Regions from separate parts of the Mus musculus genome. Here all the other regions are linked to region 3. Evidence: chromatin contacts called from public Hi-C and HiChIP or PLAC-seq data. All regions are on one chromosome and are shown on one strand. Each heading gives the region's core, a stretch centred on a gene start, on an enhancer-like site or on the middle of the called end of the contact. The rest is flanking DNA. Distances are from core to core; before and after follow the strand shown.

The links. Hi-C and Micro-C count contacts between places; a contact is called where the count stands out from the background. HiChIP or PLAC-seq counts read pairs in DNA pulled down with a chosen protein or histone mark.
Region 1: a contact with region 3 is called in a Hi-C map of bone marrow-derived macrophages, with 1.8 times the contacts expected there. The contact joins two enhancer-like sites. A contact is called at or near these places in 6 of 484 Hi-C or Micro-C datasets (the C10 cell line, bone marrow-derived macrophages, microglia and 1 more), 1 of 115 datasets of contacts at active chromatin or transcription factors (pancreatic cancer cells) and 1 of 9 other capture datasets (embryonic stem cells).
Region 2: a contact with region 3 is called in an H3K4me3 HiChIP or PLAC-seq map of bone marrow-derived macrophages, with 4 times the contacts expected there. The contact joins two enhancer-like sites. A contact is called at or near these places in 1 of 484 Hi-C or Micro-C datasets (the AML12 cell line) and 4 of 115 datasets of contacts at active chromatin or transcription factors (acute myeloid leukemia, bone marrow-derived macrophages, extraembryonic endoderm stem cells and 1 more).

What each region holds. Positions count from the first base shown.
Region 1 is chr19:55,658,779-55,661,625 of GRCm38.p6, reverse strand. All of the region lies in intron 2 of 4930552P12Rik (RIKEN cDNA 4930552P12 gene), which reads left to right. Among named protein-coding and RNA genes, the nearest start is that of Gm41871, 41 kb to the left of the region's middle. Within about 2 kb of position 1,280, at least 39 of the 459 cell types and tissues checked have an H3K27ac peak or open chromatin away from gene starts, as enhancers often do. A contact at or near this core is called in bone marrow-derived macrophages, where this site is marked.
Region 2 is chr19:55,687,540-55,690,554 of GRCm38.p6, reverse strand. The region is part of intron 2 of 4930552P12Rik (RIKEN cDNA 4930552P12 gene); the gene reads left to right. Among named protein-coding and RNA genes, the nearest start is that of Gm41871, 12 kb to the left of the region's middle. Within about 2 kb of position 1,749, at least 53 of the 459 cell types and tissues checked have an H3K27ac peak or open chromatin away from gene starts, as enhancers often do. A contact at or near this core is called in bone marrow-derived macrophages, where this site is marked.
Region 3 is chr19:55,865,079-55,868,154 of GRCm38.p6, reverse strand. All of the region lies in intron 5 of Tcf7l2 (transcription factor 7 like 2, T cell specific, HMG box), which reads right to left. Among named protein-coding and RNA genes, the nearest start is that of Gm52391, 72 kb to the left of the region's middle. Within about 2 kb of position 1,789, at least 104 of the 459 cell types and tissues checked have an H3K27ac peak or open chromatin away from gene starts, as enhancers often do. A contact at or near this core is called in bone marrow-derived macrophages, where this site is marked.

The sequences.
Region 1 (2,847 bases), core at 31-2,530, 210 kb after region 3:
GCTACCAGACCTTTGGATGAGCCCCTGTGGGTTCTCATGAAGTCCACCAAGGACTTGAACATGTCACTGCTTAGTTTCTGTCAGGATGTCAGCTTGGAGCATGGTGGGAACGATGCTATTTGAAGTCATGGCTCAGGGTGATTCTGGTGTGATGCTACCAGAGGAATAGCCATCAGGTTCAGCCTTGGCAGCTCTAGGCTGGTGTTGCTCAGGGTGGAGAAGGAGGAGGCCTGGAGTTGGGGACATCTGCTGTGACTTTCTGGCTGGGAGTTGAGGGTTATCAGTGGTTGCCAGGGGAAACACAGACATGGGGTCGTGGGGAGACGTTTTTTGCATATATCCTCAATCAGACTTGGTTGTGTTTTCACAGAGAGAGAAAATCTGCGGAAGGTAAGGTCTCAGGATGTTCACCACCTGTGGGACATGGTCACGTTCCATCACTTCTTCAGGTCACTTGCTCATCAGGACAAGGGGAAAGGAGTGAGCTAAGCCTAACACCACTCCACCCATGTGCTTTGTCCCAGTTTCTCCATGATTCCGGTGCAGGACCTGGGGCTCACAAAAGTCATGGAGCAGTGCCTGCCGTGGGAGTCTGCATTCTGTTCGGGTGGAATAGAAACCTACTGTTAAAGACCCACGACAACCAATCAAGTCCCGTGCAAGGACACGGCTGAGATCAGTGTGGGGCTTGGAGTTAGCAGGCAAGTGTGGGGATCTCCTGGCCATGTGGATGAGTTTAACTTGTTACTCTCCAGGTTAGGGATGCATCTAAGTTAATAGAATACCTGCCTAGCAGGCACCAAGTTCTGGGGTTTGACCCCTAGCAGTATATAAAATCAGAAGGTTGATAAATTAAACGTCATTCTTGGATACATAGTGCGTTCGAGTCCAGATGGGCTACATGAGACTTTTCTTTTTAAATTACCCTCTTGGCAAGAGAAAGTTCCTGGCTCAACCTGGTTTGTCTGGCCAGACCCTGCCTGTGATAAGCTTGGTGCTTTGGGGGAGAAGTCATTCCAAGGAGAAGTCTGTGCTGGTAGGCCTGTAAGCGGAGTAGATGTCCATTGGTCAAACCAGTTGGAAGCTTGAGGGCACAACTGGATTCTGACAAGTGACCTAGCAGTCTGTGTGGTAGCTGGCAATGTCCACAAAGCACCCTTCACCTCCAGGGGCCTTGACTTCTCTGTCCGGACCTGTGGCTTCCTCTTTGTTACCCCGTGATGCTGGCATCGCCCGGGAAGGGTTACTGCCCTGTCCGAGAGGAGATCACTCTGTCCAGGGTAAAGAAAGGGAAGTGAAAGCAACTGAGGGGCAAAACAGAGCGAGCCAGCACCACGGAGAAGCGCGGCAGCTCTGTGGTTTTCTCAACGTGGGAAAATGACAGCTCTCTCGGAAGGTTTGTGGGGGAAGAGGTCAGAGTTCAAATATAAAGAAGAATTAAAGATGGAGGAACCATGAGATATCTTCAAAAGCTGCCAACGGGGCTAAAGTTCAGTGGGAGACTGCTTACACAACACACAGGGTTCTGGAGCCAACCCCCCCCCCCCGCACCCCCACCCCACGGTGCTGAAGTTTATTTATATGTTTATTTTAATATTTTTTTTTAATTTTGTGAGAAAGAATCTCATTGTATACCCCTGAGTGGTTGGAGCTCACTCTGTAGACCAGGCTAGCCTCAAACTCACAGAGATCTTCCTGCCACTGGCTCCAGAGTGCTGGGATTAAAGGATTGGATCACTCTCTGGAAGTCACTGCTGAGCTGCCATGAGAGAGAGAGAGAGAGAGAGAGAGAGAGAGAGAGAGAGACTGACTTTGTGATTCAAATGTATCAGAGATAACAAAACATTTAATCAATGAAAGGCTAAGCTGAGAGTTGTAGAAGTAGAGCCACATAGAAGGGGATGTCCAGCCAGTGACCCATGCTTGGGAAGCTAAGTTAGAGCTCCAAGGCTGCTGAGACAAAAGAGAAAGATGAGGTATAGCTAATATGAATTTCGTTGTCTCATAAGACAAAGAGACTCTGTAAGCCATAAAACACAGATCTCTCCCAACTGAAAATTAGGAGTTGTTTGGGCATCAGACAGCCCATGGAAAGAGTCCATGCTAGTCTCACTGCGCATCAGAAGAGCGGTGTGAGTTCTATGGCCGCCATTATGTGGGTTCTGTAGGGTGAAGAGGTTCCCCTCAAGTGCCTGCCTTGGGCTTGGAAAGGTCCTCAGAGGTTGTCAGGGCCCCCCTCTCCTTTGTGTTGTCTATGACACTGTGTTAGTTCTGAAACCCTCCCTGTTTCTTACTTCTGGAATGGCTTGCAGAAGGCTTGGGTCATTACATGGCACTCAGGGAGCAGGCATGGTAGAGAAGGGGGTGAAGGGCATGGCTTCTCACTCAGGCTTCCTTAGCCAGTGACATTGACAGCAGTCTTTCCTCTGTGGCTCCTGCTTTTCTGGATAGGGCCTTGGAGGTGCAGGTTAGCCAGGGTCTCTGTGTCTCCCTGGAGACTGTCATTTTCTTCTGTCCCTCTGTCCTAGGGTCCTGTCATTAGGCTGTCTCTGCTTTTTTTTAGCCCTTTGATTACTTGAAGAAACAATTCCTGCATTGGGGACCCTCAGTTTTCAGTCCCTGGGTACCTTCTGTCTCTTGGGTACATGTTACCTGATGCACCTGTAATTGCTGTGCACTCTTGACCCTCACCACCCCAGGAGTGCCTGCCCCCCACTCCCAGTCAGAACCTGCATTCTGAGTACTCAATGTGGCCCTGCTGCATGGGACCCAGATCAAAGAGCAAACTAGGAAGGGCTTTCCAAGTCCAGGCAAAGCCACACTCAAAGGTTTGTCATTTGTCACGTG
Region 2 (3,015 bases), core at 500-2,999, 180 kb after region 3:
GGCAGGGATGTGTTTTGGTGGCTTATAGGACCATGAGTGTTTAAAATCTTAGAGAATCCTGGCTCTTTGTGAGGACAGAGATTAAATTGGACCCATGAAGCCCAGTCAAGGATTCATGCCTTAAGGGGTCTCCTACCCACTTAGTTATTGTGTAGAAGCAGGCTCTTGCTGCTTCCATGCCCCTGCCTCTAATATTGACTTTGCTTAGGCCTCAGGTAGCTTCCCTGTTGTTAAATACAATGGTTATCTCTGGTCCTCTTCAGCCAGATTTCTTAAAATGACTTCTTGTGTGTTGCTCAAAATGGTTCACTGAAAACAATACAGAGCTCAGCTCAACTGGTTTCAAAAGCAGTGTGGACCCATTGATTCTTTAGGCAAAAGACCAATCAATGGTTTGTAATTTTAGGGCCTAACATTTTTCTCTCTTAGTCTCTAGGAGGTATTGGCTTCGTCTGCAGTCCAGGTTCCCAAATTGGTAAAAGGCTAGGATAATGCTTTTTTTTTTTTTATGTCAGGTTTGGGGATTGGGGGAAAAAGGGTGTCATATCTTGGTTCTATTTGAGCCATCATCCTAAGCCAACTTAACTTATTCAACTATAAACTCACAGGCTACTATGTCCCCAACCAAGTCTGTGATGAGAGCAAAGCCATAGAGCCTCAGTCTCAGTCACCTGATAAGACGGGGAGAGACGCGCAGGGTGGCACGCAACTCTTTCTCTTTCTCTTCTCCTTTGACTTCTTATCGGTCCTTCATCTCATCCTCTGAACACCGAGCCTGTGACGAGCCTGTGACGAGCCTCCCACTGCCAGCGCCCAAGTTCCTTGTTCTTCCCTATCAAATTACTCACCATGCTTTGTTAGAATTTGCCAAATGGGAACTCTCTTCCTCCTTAGTCTAAGGTGCATGAGTGCAAAGTACACAAGCATACCATTCACCCTGCTCTGCATCAGGAAGACCATACTGTTGCCAGGACTCGGTAAACAGCCTTGTTGTGCAGACCAACGGTCTCCTAAAAAATGTCCGTGATTTCCTTACCAATGCTGGTGACCTAACTCCCACTTCGAGTATGAACAAAGGGAGCCTCAGAGAGGTTGAAACGTGAAGGGCCAAAACTGATGTTTAAACCTCTGCTCTCACTCCAGGAAGTGCGGGCTACGATTGCCCGGCCCACAGACAGCAAAGATCTGTAAAGTCTGAGGGCATGACTTTGTCATAGCGCTGGTAGAGGCCAAGCGCAGTGATGGGACCCTGGGGTCATCATTATCATGGAGAAGTGCTTCTTTCTGTTTAGGCTAAGGCTCTCCTAACTCGTTATTTTGCATCTTGCAGCATAAGATGGCACTGTCTAGGATGCCAAAGGACAAAGGGTTCAGATGGGAGGAGACGTTGGCATTCTAGAACTGATAGCACCATGAAAGTGGACTTTTATAGAAAGGTGTGTTTCACACAGTGTTCATGACAACCCAGGGGATAGACAGCACTTTTCCCTTTGAAGAAGGCGAGGACTAGAAAGACTGAACACCTTACCTAGGACACAGAGGTTTTAAATATCAAGATACTGACTTGAATCCATGCAGCCTCAACTTAGAGTCTACGGTCTCAGTCAAAAAGCATAATTCGGCTAGGTGCAGCCTTGTACACCCACAATCCCAGTACTCGGAAAACTGAGGCAGGAGAATTGGGAGTTAAAGGTCAGCTTGGCTTATAAAACAAGTCCCTGTTTCAAAAACAAAAATGAAAGTGGAGAGAAAGAGGAAGAGGTAACAACAGCTGCCACCGTAACTCACCCAGACCTGGGGATGCCAAGCTATCGTCAGCCAATCAGAAAGTGAGTTTGAGGTCAGTCTGGGCAACTTGTGAGACTTCATCTCAAAAGATAACTAAAAGTGATAAGAGTGCATCTCAGGGGTAGCGCTCTGACAGCGTGGGGGAGGCCCTGCATTTACTCCTTAGTCCTTCGCCAGGAAAGCAGGGGTGGGGTAGTGGGAGGGTGGGGGTGAGGGTGGGATGGGGGTGGTGGAGAGCAGTAAAATAGAGATGCATCATCTTCCCTTTGGCTGCCCCTCGCTGACCTTCTGTCACTGGGAAACAAGTGGGAAACCACCACGGTTTGTGTGGGTTTCATCATAAAAGAAAGCTTTACCTTTTTAGAGCTGGCTGATTGAACGTTTTACTCTCATCTTAGCAATACATATTTATGAAGGACTTGTTATACGTATTGCAGAATACTACAGTGTTCCTGAAATAACATTAAGATCAACCCAGAGAGCTTTGTGTGGAAAATGGAGGGAGAGGCTGTGGGAGATGCCCCGGCAGAGTTTTGCTTCAGATGCTGAGGAAGCCAGGAGATCAGATGCACCCATCATTCCTGCTCTTGCCATCTCTCCCTCAGCTGTCCTCTGGCACGACCCTGTTCATGGGAAGGTTATTTCCTGTGTCAGCCCCGATGGGTCTAGAAGCGAACATCTGGCAGGGGAGCAGAAGGGATTGATGCTATGGGCCACACTCTTCTGAGCCAGGAGCTGACCTTTCCGAAGGGTGAGTCTGAACTTAAAAGGATGGTGGGAGAGAGCACACGATGTGTCTGTATGAAGGAAAATCAAATCCTCTGCCAGAAGGAAAAGTAGATGCTGGCCTGTCCCGGACAATGTCTGGATGTCATTACACTGTGCTAGACAAGAAAGGACACAGAGTGAAAGAACTGTGTCATGAGGAAAAGACAATGTGTCCTCTTCGAAGTAACACATCTTGAGTGGGAGATGAAGAGTAGCATTTGGGGTTGAAACAATTATAAGAAGAGCGTCCTACCGAGCACAAAACTGCTCGAGGAAAGCACCTGGTCGGGCACTCAGAGAAGAAAGAAGGAGCCATACATGAGTGGAATAGGTAGAGATGAAGACTTGGAAAAGCAGAAGGACAGAGGAAAGAAAGGAGAGGAAAGAAGGGAAATGGGGGTGGGGTGGGGTAGAGGGTGTATTTCCCAAGTATAAGAGAAACTGAGAAATTGAGTGGCA
Region 3 (3,076 bases), core at 540-3,039:
TGCTCAACTAGTAGCCAAGACAATAAATGCCTTTCAAATGAGGTTCACAGGACACAGGAGGGAGGAGGTGTGGCAAGTAAGAGCTTTCACTCTGTCACACTGCTGTACCGCCCTCCATACAAAAGAAACTCATTCCAGGGTAGGCATGGTTTCCCCTCCATGTCCAAGTCCAGGATGTCTACTCCTCTGACATCACTAAAGAGACTGATAACAGCAAAGGTTTCAGAACCAGAGATACCACACTAGAAAGTGGTAGAGGAAAGGAGGGGGGTAGCAGGAGAGGGATAGGGGAGGGAGAGAGATTGGTAAATGATGTTAGAGCCTTGTAAAGCCATTTCCCACCCAGGTACTGTTTTTTATTTGAGGGAGGCCCTACAAGGAACAGAGGATTTTAAGGATGATCTGCACTCTCTCTTGATGCAGTCTAGCCCATGAAAAATCAATCTGTCACTGCACAGAATTATAAAAGAGGAAGCAAGCTGTCACCTACAGAAGGGCTTGAGTCTTATCTATTAATGATCTGTGTCAGGAATGGGGAGAAAAATGTGTGGCTAGCATAGAAGGGGAAAACGGAAGCAGGCATTGAGTTCGAGCCAGGCTGTCCTGTGGGGTAGGGTCAGCTGGACCTCCAAGGCTTCACACGAGGCAGAAGAACCAGCCAGCTGCCACAGATGAATTCTTGGCATGAGCATCCCACACAGCAGCCCTTCCTATCTCATAGACCAGCTCACAGGGTCGGAGACTAGTTTCAGAGGCAGCAATAATGTTGACGGTGATATAAGTTTTTCAGTCTAAGGGATGACAGATAACATGGAGCAGAGGGTGTGGTCAGTGGCCACTGAGTATCAGGTGAGTGGAGTGGAGTTTCATCAGAACGTCACCTTGCTGAGGCATGAGAAGTCCCCAGGTGGGACTTGAGAGCCATGTACTCATTTAGCCTAGAAGAATACGGTGAAGGGACTATATGGATGCAGGGGGGCGGGGCGGGGGAGGGTGTTGATGTTTAATTTTTGAATAGAAGGATTCTGAGTTGTACAAGAAAACCACAGCTCATACATTTGGAGGAGCGGGCACATCATAGAATATTCCAGAATCTCCAGTACTTCTAACACACACATCTGCCAAGCGTCCTATTGCAGTGGGATATAGAGAACCTTGTTTGCTTGGCGCAATGGTAAATGACCTCCGCCTCTAGAATGGGCATCTAGGAGCCATTAGAAGTCCTCCCCTTGCATGCACAGAAAACCATTTTACAACTAAGAGCTGCAACAACATGAGCCCACCTATGACTCTAGAGGCACAGCTTCGGAGCTCTGGAAGTTCATACAAGTTCATCCAAATACAAGCTTTGCCTTTGGGGGTGCATTCGACGTTGTTGCTCAGGCTGCTTCTAATTAGGGCTGAGCTACATTTTCATTTAATTTTATCACTATTATTTTTTAGCTAAATGCTTGATAACCTGGAGTTATAACACAGGGATTTATATAAATTAACATACACACACACACACACACACACACACACACACACACAAGCGCGTCTTCCCTTCTAATATATACTGTGAATAAACATTCATTTTTCATATATGGCTGAAATATAAAGAACTAGGGAAATTAAGTAATATCTATATTCGTTTTAAATGACGAACAAGCAAAAATAAGGCTGGCTGTGCTGCCACGCTCTTTAGAAATCAGACACATAAGAAGCCACAGACTTATAGGATGTGGTCTAATAAACCTAAGAAAAGTTTCATTTCCTCTCTCTGCACTGGTCAACTCCCTGTCTCCACGGCTAGCTTTGCATACTGAGCCAAAGTGTCTTTCTCCTTTACATCTGTAGATCGAGAGGCTGGTGAGTGTAGTCCCTACTTTGGCCCTTTCTGAAAACACACATCAAAAAGTGAAATCAAAACAGGCCCAATGCTAGGCAAAGGGCAAGCCAACCAAGAGTAACAACAGAGACTGAAGCATCAGACCAAGTGTGCCATCTTGCGGATCTCCAGACAGTGGACTAGAAGAAGTTTCGAGAGCCTCTGGAGAGGAAGGAAACGGGGAAGGATAGAGGGGTTCTGACAAAGAACGATTTAAGAAGTGTGTGTGCAAGTATTCAGTAGCCAAGGTGGTGACTCAGCAGTTACAGGAAGCCCCTCTTATCTGCAGGCAGTTATGCCGTGTCACACCCTATTACTGTCACTATTGTCGGTGCTAACAGCCACCATGCGGCAAGCTTGTGTGGCCAGCTTTGAGCTGTCCACAAATAGCTAACTAGGAAGACGTGACTCAAGCCTGCCCAGGTGGCTATTGACTTTCTTAGTCATATTTACTCAACCCATCTATCTACAGGATTCTCTCAATTGAGGAAGAGATAGATGGCAAAGGTTAAGACCTCAACCCAGTAACAAGGAGGAGGCCAAGTGTGCTGATCGCAGATGAGGTGGAAGATCTCCTAAGTGGGGCACTTACTGCAGAATCAAAGTGTCTCCCAGCTCCCAAGAATGCATGGTGGCAAACGGGACCAAAGGTGCTCTCCTTCTAGTAGGTCGGAATACACGAGACCGTGAATAAGAGCACAATTGTTATGGGCCACATTTTATGGTGTCCTCTCTCTAGCAGTGTGATCTTAAGTGGCCTCATGACTCAGCTCTGTTGAGCACACCAGCTCTCTCACCATGCACTGGTTGTGTGTATCGCCAATGGGATAGGGAAACTGAGGCAGAGAGCAGCTTGGTAACACACTCGTTTGTGCCATCTTTGTGTCTGGCCTATTCACAATCTGTGGGTTTATTCTTCATCTGGAAATGTGGTTTTCTGGTCCTCCCTGGGAGATGTTTTCTGTCCTGAGGACAAGCAGAAGAATGTTCAAGGTCACTGGCGCCAGGATTCTAATCAGCTCCTGCAAATCTTGAGCTATAAGGAAGAGAGAGACCCAGTCTTTCTGTTTCCATTTCCTTATATCAAATAGGGCACCTGGTTCTCCTTTATCCATGTCTCAACTCTGACCAAAGGTTAACTAGTTACCTTGTGCAAAAGCCTGGTGGGCTAGCCTTATCTGCCAGATCTGGTGGGGTAGCCTTATA